Regions from separate parts of the Mus musculus genome. Here all the other regions are linked to region 3. The links are chromatin contacts, called in public HiCAR-type and promoter capture Hi-C maps. All regions are on one chromosome and are shown on one strand. The core of a region is the stretch at or near the end of the contact, and the rest is flanking DNA. Distances in the headings are between cores, read along the strand shown. Region 1 holds the start of Septin2 (septin 2). Region 2 holds the start of Sh3bp4 (SH3-domain binding protein 4). Region 3 holds the start of Hes6 (hairy and enhancer of split 6).

Region 1 (3,472 bases), core at 192-2,691, 2.1 Mb after region 3:
CAGTGTTTTCCTATTCACACCCGATTCCATAATAGAAATTTAGCTTGTAGCTACTACTAGCTTCAAACAAAATTTTGTGACTGGTTTAACTGGGCTTCAGAAAGTTACTAAGAAAGTGGCTCTTTAAATGGACACCAACAAATATGTGAAGTCATTGTTTGAGAGCTTAAGGTGACTAGCAAAACCCAAAGCTGAAGGGCGAGCCAAGTTGTAAGTGAAGATTATAACCCTCCAATTTTCCCCATGCTTTATCCTTGTCTGTAAAGATAATAAAACCCAAGACAGTCTCCTTTGGTTCAGTTATATCGTATGCAAACACATGCCCAGTCGACCCTCCAATCTTCTAATTCAGACAGGATATGCAGTGTAGCCTCGAGCACTGGGATACTTTACTCAAAGTAATAACGCACAAAAAAACCACTCCCTCACAACAAGGCATGTGTCAGAACAGTTCGGAATACCGACACTGTGCATATCACCCACTAGGGTTGCGCGATTGCTGTTTCTTCTCTGGGGAGGTACTCTAGGGTGTTTTCCTATAGAAAGGCCTTGGTGAAAGGCCTAAGGTAGGAGTTTACGATCGCTGACCAGCCAGGGGACCTCCTGCGATTGAAGGGAAGGACAACCCGAGCCAGGCCGCAGCCCAGTACTGCACCTTCCCAGCCAGCTTCAAGCCGGTCGCAGAGAGCAGGGCATGCCGCAGATCTCTCCGCCCGCCCCAGTCTGAAAGAGGGTAGGGGGCCGTGCCGGCTCCGCCCTCCCCCGCGGGGCATGGGCTCACGACCACACAGGAAGGCCACGTCCCCAGGGACAGGCACCACTCTATGGTGTGCATGGGGGGGGGGAGACCCACGTGACCAGCACGTAGCCAATCCCGGGACGACAGCCCGCCATAGAGACGGCCGCAGAGGCGGCTAGAGATGCCCGCCGGCAAGTCACAAGCGCCCGCCTATCCCGGCTCGGTGTTCCTAGCTCGGTGCTGCCGCCATCTTCCAGGAGGAAAGGATAGAGGCAAAGGGCTCCCTCCCCTTCACTGCTCCGCACTCACGCTGCCACCTGCCCGCCCCCGGTCGTCTCTCGCTCTCAATGGACACCTTATTCCTCCTTAGTAAATATCCTTCCCACAACTCTAGTTTCCCATAAAGCGGAGAATCTCGTTACCTGCTCCTCTTTTATTAGCGTGAGGAATCCAAGCTCATAAGGTAGGAACTGTGGCGAAACAGGAACAAGACGCCATCTTGGTAAAGGAGAAGAGGCTACGCTTGACCTCCCCCCGCCCCCAGCCTCTATATGGCCAACCGCCGTGGGAGGGGCACAGCGCCTGCGCAGAGGCGGACGGCAGGATCGCGTCCACGCTTGCGCTCTGCATGCAACCGCGGAGGAGGGGACTACTCGGGGCCCAGGAAGGAGTTGGCAAGGGGCGGGACGGCGCGATGACGCCATCTGTTCGCGCGCGCTCTACTGGGCGGGGCAGGTCCGTGCTCTCGCCTGACGAGCGTTCTCCGGCGTGTGAGCGGGTAAGTGTGTGGCAATGTGTACCCACTGTCGCGCGGGCTCGAGTTGAGCTGGCTGTCCTGAGAAAGGGCTAGAGTTCTGCCCTCGCCCGGGCCGCCTAGGCGGTGATAACGGGTACGGAAGTGAGCGCGTGGGGGAGGGGCGGCCGCACCCTTAGTCCGGGGCTCCAGCGATGGATGCCTGGCTGGCGTCGTCCCTTCGAGGACAACTGGACGGGCGGCCCCCATCTGGGTGATCCTGCTGGCCAGGTCCAGGGCATTGGGGCGGGCGTGGCTGGGCCCAGTGAAGTTATGGCGCACAGTCCAAATACTATGTGGTGGAGAGTCGGGCGTTAGGTTCACATCTACGAAGCACTTGCGGGGCCATCTTCCCACGTAACGGTGCCATTTCGTCCTAGGGATGAAAAGGACTAGTCACCCTGGGATGTTAATGAAGTTCCCCAATTTAAGGCAGTGACAGGAGCGTTATGGAGTGGTTTGTCTGCTGTGGCCTTCCCCGAGGTAGTGCGACGCTAGACAAAGGGCTGCAGCCCTGTAAGTGACACGGGAAAGGGAGCATGGAGTGGAGGCCTTTGACTGAGAAGCCATGAAGTCTAACTCTGAAGCGGACCGCAGGCCCAGACCACGCCTGGCCCTTTTGTATCTTCCGGCCTCATTTGTTAGTGGCGCCTTGCCTTGTCCTGTACTACGTTTCCAGACTTTCAACACATAGAACTTCTAGTTCAGACCGTTGTGGTCTCTATGGCTGGTTTTAACCCAGTTTACTCCTCGTGTCTGGAGCGCAGTTAATCTCGAACATTCTCTGTCTAATGTTTATCTGTTGTGTAGTTCCTGTTCGCTGCTTGTTATTAGTTAGGACTCTCACTGGATTCGATATCCTTTAGACGGTTTAAGTGTTTCTCTGGCGTCAAATATTGGGGTCCCTACTGTCTATCAAGGGATTTAAGTTTTAGGTTTTCAACCGGGCGTGGTGGCGCACGCCTTTAATCCCAGCACTTGGGAGGCAGAGGCAGATGGATTTCTGAGTTCGAGGCCAGACTGGTCTACAAAGTGAGTTCCAGGACAGCCAGGGCTATACAGAGAAACCCTGTCTAGAAAAAAAACTTAGGTTTTTTGTTTTTTTTTTTTTTTCCTTAGTAGTGAAAATTGTTTTAGTATCTTAGATACATTTTTAAAATCCGTCTTGTTAACATAAGGAAAAACAGGAGTTTTGAAGAGGTCATAAAGGCTGTTTCTTCATGATGCTTCTAATTTGAGACTCCTTATTTTCAATGGCTTTTCTGGTAGTTGCCATTCAGGAATTCTTTGCAATACCCAGCATTCAAACTGTCAGTGTGTGCTGCTATATCTAATTTTGGGGATGATTTTTTTAGTTTTAAAAGTTGTCCTGATCCTTTTTTATCATTTTTCCACCTAGTGTCCCCCCCCCCCCCCCCTTTACAGAGCACCAGAGGTCAGTAAAGAACAAGAGCTTCTCCTTCTGGGTTTGCTGGGTAGCCTAGGGAAAGGAGGTGGGGCCTCCCTCTATTATCAATCGTGAATGTAATTAAGCTCCCTTTGTTTGTGGCTTGCTGCTCCAAGCTCCATTAAGAGTGTTGTCTTGCATAATGTGCTTGTACAGTCTTCAAATCTAAGAAATCTAAATGGCAAGAGAGTCTAGGCTCTTTGGATAAAAGCTCTTCAGGATCCTACACTGAGGAGTCTTTGGGGATTAGGGGTAATGTATACAAATGTAAAAATTTGTGTACATGAATGATGGGTCCTTTGAGTATTCCATTATTATAAATGCCACTTGCAAAAATGGGTCTTGTTCACCTAGTCATCTTTTGACTCATAATTGGGTGATAGTGTTACTCTCTGATATAAAGAAGCCGTGGGTCAAGTGTAAGGAACTTAATAACTTCTGACATCTGAAATATGCAATGTGAAAGAATAAAATTCTAGTTTGACTATATATC
Region 2 (3,348 bases), core at 199-2,698, 2.3 Mb before region 3:
AGAGGCCTAGAGATCCCAGCACAGCAGGCTGGCTCCTGACACGCCCTCCAGTCTGGATGCTTTTGTCTCCTCCACCCCCACCCCCTCCAACCATGTAAGTCACTTGCACCTTCAGGAGACTGCTTCTTTTAAGGTCGACAGCTACACTTAAGGAGTAATTGTACTCGTTTCCATGTTCTAAGAGAATATGAAATTCTACCCTCTTAGCCTTAGGTTGACCAGTATGTCTACCTGACTCCACTAGGACTACATCTAGAGCGGGGTGGGGGTGGGGGTGGGGGAAGGCGGGCAGCCCGAGTGCAAGGGTGGAGTGGAAGGGGAGCATAAAGAACACGGGAGATAGAAAACTGGCTAGTATTCCGACTCTGAAGCCCTCTCCCATGTGATCTTGCCGAATATGATAATCTGTGTTAACGTCTGAAGTCACTTAGAAAATATAAATGGTATCTGTCGCCAGCGATGATAGTGAAGATGGACTCAGTGGGCTGCTGGATTTGGATCTGTGGCAACATTGAAGACATGATTGCCACTGGTTCCAAGTGGAAGCCTTCATTCCCTGGCCTCACCACCACAGCAGTCAAAGGCTGGTTCGACCTCACTGAGGCAATCAACCCCTACAGGCCTCTGTCTACTCCCGTGAGAGATGACTCATGAGCTTGGGCTTTTGCTCCGCTGCCTCGCAGTGTGTTCATTCACTGAGCTCGCATCGAGCGTCTACTTCTGTATGTGAGTCTGGGCAGAGGAAGTGTAACTATGCTGACATGTATTCAGTTGCAATCTGCCTCGCAGGCAGCTCTCCTCCACTTGTAGTTGTTCCCTAAGCTGAGTTTTGTTTGTTTTTTCTCGGTTTTACTGCTTAACCACTCCCGGGGGATCAGAGGCTTCCCCAAAACAGAGCACCGGAGGTCTCCATCATCTTTGCTCATTTCTGGGTCCAGGGGTAAAGATCCCGAGGCCCTAACCCCACTCTCTTAACTGGCGCTGTTAAGGAAGGAGACAAGGAGTGTTGGCGGGAATCGCGCCGGAGCACTGGAGGCGCCAGTAAGCCAAGCCGCTTCTTTAAGTAAATCAGCGGCTCAGTCGGCCCCGCCCCTCCGGGACATCCCGCCCCCTTCATCCAGGCCCCGCCTTTACTAAGAACTGCCCTCCCCCAGCTCGAGGCACAGCCCCTACTTGCTCCAACCTCATATTGACCACGCTCATTTGAGCACACCCCGCCCACTTTTGCCCCAGTATCGTCTAGGCCCCGCCTCTCCGACAAAGACTCCGCCTTGAGAGTGCGATTCCGCCCCCGGTCCCTACGCCCCAGCCTGAGCTTGACCCGCCTCTTCCTCGCTCCGCCCCCAGCTTTGGCCCCGCCCCTCCCGCGGTCTCTGCTTGCGCTCCGCCCTCCTGGAGCCCGCTGTTTGCGCCCCGGCCCCGCCCGCGCTCGCGCCCCGCCCCGGCCCAGACCACCTCTGCGCCCGCTGGCGGGGGCCGAGCGCTCTGGGCTGTCGCGGCGTCTGGGCACCTCACCACCTCTGCTGCCTCGATCGCTGAGGCCGCGGTACCGGGAGTCGCGCGCGCCCCCGGCCGGGTGAGCCCCACAGGACAAGAGAACCGCAGGACCCGTGGGGCGCCATGCGAGCCAGGTAGGAGCCTAGGGTCGGACGGCGCACCCTATCCCCGCGCGCGCTGTGGCTTTGGGCAGCATCCCGGGCTCTGGGGCGCGGCTAGCCTGGAGCAGCTCCGAGCCCCTTGAGCTCCCGGTTCCCTGCCCTCTGTGGTCACAGCCCGACCTGGGCTGCGGATCGTGGTCGCTAGGGCCCGGGGCGCGGGGAGGGCGGAGGGGGTCGCGGCGCCACCCGCGCGGTTCTGAGAAGGAGCGAAGAGAGCGCGGCTTTGGGTTAAACTTGGTGACAATGCACATTTCAACTTCTTCGGAGAGCCCTCCTGGAGGATGAAATTGAAAACTCCAGTTTCTGTCTTGGTGATCGAGTGACCGCGCAGCCCCGAGGTGACAGCGCTGGGGTGTGCGGGTGGGAGCGGTTAGGATAGAGGAGCGTTGTTCTGCAAGTGCTGTTTACCGTGAAGCCGCCCTGCGCCGCCCAGTGTGTCTTGTTAGAGGGTTTGGGGGCCAGGAGGCTCCCAGCTGGGATCTGGCGTTGTAGTATGCAGGTTTGGGGGGCTTAGCGGTGCGGACTGTGGGGCTGGCTGGCGCTGGCCCTTCCCGGGTGTGGGGCGCCTGCAGATGCCGCGCGGGAGGAGTGGCGGAGAGCTGGCTGGCCGCTCTGCGTGCGCAGAAGGTTGTGGAGCCTCGTGGAGCTATGAGATTTGAAAGGGAATACCATGCTGGGCTTTATTCGTGTTTATTCTTCCCTTGTTAGTGCATCAGATTGGTGTTCTGTGATTTAGCAGCAGAAATAAAGTTCGTATAACTTTTGCTCTGATTATAAAAGCAATGAGTGTCCAGAGCGGAAATAAACACGAGATCTACGCCGATCCCACATTCGTTGGGGGTGGGGGGTGGGGATGTCGCAGCCTTGTAGATTTAATCATTGAATTATACCTGGCGCCTTCTTGCCTAACCTCAAGAAAACCCTTGCTTGAAACCCTTGATTGTCTCGTGCCCAAAGTTTGGAATTTTTGACCTGCCTTACCACAAAGGCTGTTTCTGATAGTTATGAGTACCCTTTTGATGTACTGGGGTTTCCCATGAGATGGTGGGTACAGATGGAGAGAATGGTGGTGGGAGGGCCGAAACCTCAGCCCAGTCCGTGGTTTTGGTACCGAGCCTTGTAAAAATGACAGTAATGATTCTCAATCTGCTTCCTGGGCCAACCATAAAAATTAATGGGTGGTTTGCAGAGCGTTTTTGGCATCCTTAGATGGACAGCGGCTGTATTTCAATGTGCTGGGGAGCATTTAGCTGTTACACAGTGTCATCTAGGTAGCTAGGTAAAACAAGCTACCTAGAGCTTCGCTACCCTGCCCAGGAAGCAAGATCTAGGCAGGCCCTAGGGATCCCAGAGCACACTCCTATTCTCCTGTTGGTGCTGGCTAAGTCCTTCAAAGTGAGAGGCTTGGAAGTAACTGGTCTTCTCAAGGATCCTTTCTGCAGCATCTTTTGGACTTGGGGGAGGGGGTTGTCCCAAAGTCAGGGGGCATTGGTGCCTGGTATATGCAAAGCTGTAGAATGTCCTGTAAATGCCTGCCCAGGTCACCCTCCAAGAGAGAACAGTTGGTCCTGGGAGGACACATGAAGTGAACAACCTGGTTTCCCAGCAATTTGTTTTATGTCTCACGTGTTTACCGACTGAACAATGACCGGCTCGGAGGCTGGCTGCAGAAATGCCAGCAAGGCCTCTG
Region 3 (3,357 bases), core at 26-2,525:
GGAGGGCATACCTGGGGGGCATCCTGAGCTGTCTCCACCTTATCTGATACCCAGGGAGGAAGCAAACTTAAGGATGGCAGCCACCATTCACAGGTCCCTGGTAAGTGTTGGTCACCAAGGCCTCCACACACTCTGAGCCCGGCGAGCTGCAGTCAGGCTGCCTAAGGATGTAGACACCAAATCCGGCCCCTCAGCAGGCACCCGGTTTAGTTCAGCCTCTGGGATCTCCTCTAGGTCAGAACACAGGTCGTCCCCGGGACCTGGGGGACTGGACAATGGGGATTCTGGGGACCCTCCTGGAGGCCAGCTGCTCCTCCCAGAGCCTCCAGGCAGCCCAGCTAGGGAGTCCCCCAGCAGATCCTGAAAGCTGCTACCCTCACGCAGCGGCATGGATTCTAGCAGGTGGTTCAGGAGTTCAGCTGAGACAGTGGCATCGATGGCTTGGCACGTGGACACGAACGTGTGCACCTCATGCATGCACTGGATGTAGCCAGCAGCGAAGCGCTCGCTTGCTTCAGCCTGCAGCTGCTCCCGCTCTGTGCAGGAGGGTGGGAAGAAGAGAGCAGCGTCCCGCACCGTGAGCAGTGACTATCGTGGCTCGGACGATCCGCTCCGCGGGTTCGGGGCTCACCCAGGAGACACAGTAGCGTGTCCCGTTCTGGGGGAAGCCCTTGCCATGGATAGGACCGGGGCTCCGGGAGCCGACGTGTCCCGCTGTTGGGTGGCAGGCGTGCCCGGTCAGCGCCCCCGCCCTCGATCCCCGCCGCCACTCACCGCGCGCCCGGCCTCGCAGCGCGCCCTGCACGCGCCTCACGGTCAGCTCCAGAACCTCGGCGTTCTCTAGCTTGGCCTGCACCTGCGCAGAGGGGAAGGGAGTTGAGTCCGGCCGTGCGCTTCGGGGTGCACCCTGAAGGTCCCCCTCCCCCCTGCACCTTTCCCGTCGCACCTCGGTACCGGCCAGCAGCAGCCGCAGCTCCTGAAGACTCTCGTTGATCCGTGCGCGTCGCTTCTTCTCCACCAGGGGCTTCCGGGCCTGTGGGAAGCGGCTACTGAGCCCCCTGGCCCGCGCAACCTCCCCCAAGCCCATCCACCCGTAGCCCCTGTCCGCACCTTGCGGTCCCCCCGTGCTTCCCAGCGGTCCTCATCCTCCTGGCCTGCACGGTCCCGGCTGGGCGCCTGGGACGGAGCCATGGTCTACGGAGCCCGGCGCCCTAGTGCAAACTACTCAGCGAGGTGGGTCGCAGCCCGGAGGCCCCACTAGCTCTCCGGAGTCTTCCGGCCCGCGGGACCCCGCCCATTTTATAGCAACTTATTTACATGTCAATGCACCGATTGGCTGTGCGTGGTCGGAGAGGCCAGCCGTGAGGCAGCCTGTAGCCAATGAGAGCGGCGCGCTTTGTCAGGCCCCGCGGGTCTCTGGCAGCTGGCGGGGCGGAGCCCACAGCCAGACCTCCTGCCACTTAGGCCGGGCAGGACTCCTGGGCAGTGACCTCCGGCTTCTCTCTTGCTGGTGTGCTTGTACTTCCTTTCGCTGAGTTATGAGGCCAGACCTGCCTGCCTGTAAGCTCGGACTTAGCTATACATCCTTCGGTCCGTATATCTATCCATGCCGCCCTTCCACCCACCTCTTCACCCATCCATTCCTACAGGGCATTTGCTTCCCTTGGTTCACCAAAAGTGCTCTCGAGAATAGCGCTCCAGTCCCAGAGCTGACTTCAGACAGGGCAGTGCCAAAGTCAAGTCCGTGACCTCGGGACCTGGAAGGGGCTTCGGGTCACCGGTGGCGAGAGTGCAAAGTCCGGGGAAAGTACGAGCCAATTTAGCAGCAGGAACAGGACCCTTGTGTGTCCTTTTGGACCCATTAAGACACCTATAACCTTCTTACTCCAAGGTCCGCGGTCGTTCTTACTAAATCTCTATTTCTCTGTGCTCTAAGTCACTTACCCAACCACTACCTTGTCTATTTTAACCCCACCCCAACTGCCCCCAGTCAAGCTTCTCCTTCCTTGTTCATCACCCCGTACCCGCCTAAGCGCCTCTCATTTCCCTCTAGTTCCTCCGCATCCTCTTTGCGGTGGTCTCACACATCCCTGTTCCCCAACCCCTCTCCACGCTCACCTCCCTTCCCCGCGAGTCCCCTTAGAGTCCCCCATCCCCACTACCCCCAGTCCCTCTCAGCTCCTCCCCCTTCTATTCTTGGTTCCTGCAGGCCGAGGCTGCTGTCTGGCCCCAGTAACTTGATGCCCGTGACAGTTGGCAGCTGCAGCCGCTTCCGCAGAGAAAAGCGGCAGGCCGGCCAGGAGCGACAGGTGTTGGCCGCGCCTTTGTCTAGCTGGCTTTGTCCTGCAGGCTGCAACAGGCACGCCTGTGTCGGCCAGACGCCCAAGCCCCGCGTCGTCGGCGGTCCATCTGCCGGCCCTGCCTCGCCGCGGGAGGGGTGTGTGTGTGTGTGTGTGTGTGTGTGTGTGTGTGTGTGCGCGCGCGCGCGCCCCCTCGGAACCCCTGGCTCTGCTCCAGCGTTCTTGGATTTCGGCTGCTGCTTTAGAGCCAGGACAAGGAGCCAGCTCCTAATCAGCCTTTACATACTCCATCCTTAGGCCTGGACACCACTAAGCACTTCAGTGGCTGCCTGCCTGGGCACCGTTGAGGTCTTGGTAACTGGTGCTTCAGTCAGCCTGGCTGGAAGACCTTTGAGGAAGGGAAAGTACAAGCAGGCATCAATTTATTTTATTTTAGTGACTCCATTAGCCAAGTGGCTTAGACTCCATTGGTCCCAGCAGCGTGACTACTCACCCCATCTCAGGCTCAGGAAACCCTTCTCCTGTTCACCTCCCTCAGTTAAACTACTAGTTCCTGCCATTTGTCCCCTGAACCATACCCTACCTTCAAAGTTTGCCTGCATGCAGATTTCCTTAGTAGTAGGGCCTTTTAATCCCCCCCCCCCCCCCCAGGCAGGAACAGAGAACCCCAGAGGCTAGGCAAGGCCATGATGGCCACAGGGTGACTAGTTAGCAGCAGAAATTAACAGGCTGTAAATCCCCAGAGGGACAAAGGCAGCTGTAGGCCTGCAGACTTCCAAGGGCTTTGTGGGCAATCTGCCCAGGAGACCCCAAGAATTTCCTTTTGGTTTGAAGAGAAAGGAGAGGGGCAGTCCTTCTGGCCGTAAAGTTCAATTAAGAGTCCTCCAAAGGAACAGTGAAGCAGTCCTACCTGCCACGAGAACTTTGTGTCAGACTGCACCAGTACTTGCAGTCAGAAGGCAGGTTCAGAGCACCCAGAAGCAGACCGTGAGTGAGGTCCAGTGTCATGTTGCCCCTCTGCTCCGGTCCCTGGGACCCTGGTTTGGAGAGAGGAAAG

What was found. Promoter capture Hi-C pulls out the DNA fragments that hold promoters and counts their contacts. HiCAR-type assays count read pairs that join an accessible place to other places.
Region 1: a contact with region 3 is called in a promoter capture Hi-C map of liver, with 4 times the contacts expected there. The contact joins the promoter of Septin2 here to the promoter of Hes6 in region 3. A contact is called at or near these places in 4 of 39 promoter capture datasets (the C10 cell line, liver and pre-B cells) and 2 of 9 other capture datasets (adipose tissue and liver).
Region 2: a contact with region 3 is called in a HiCAR-type map of astrocytes, with 4 times the contacts expected there. The contact joins the promoter of Sh3bp4 here to the promoter of Hes6 in region 3. A contact is called at or near these places in 1 of 115 datasets of contacts at active chromatin or transcription factors (astrocytes) and 2 of 9 other capture datasets (adipose tissue and liver).

The regions. Positions count from the first base shown.
Region 1 is chr1:93,477,552-93,481,023 of GRCm38.p6, forward strand. Septin2 (septin 2) reads left to right here and starts at 1,442. Exons shown (of 13, transcript NM_010891.2): 1 at 1,442-1,517. It also overlaps a transcript of Hdlbp not described here.
Region 2 is chr1:89,068,967-89,072,314 of GRCm38.p6, forward strand. It overlaps Sh3bp4 (SH3-domain binding protein 4), which reads left to right and starts at 1,449. Exons shown (of 6, transcript NM_133816.3): 1 at 1,449-1,631.
Region 3 is chr1:91,411,947-91,415,303 of GRCm38.p6, forward strand. It overlaps Hes6 (hairy and enhancer of split 6), which reads right to left and starts at 1,276. Exons shown (of 4, transcript NM_019479.3): 1 at 1,111-1,276; 2 at 947-1,033; 3 at 775-856; 4 at 1-536. The coding sequence starts at 1,191. The coding sequence ends at 112.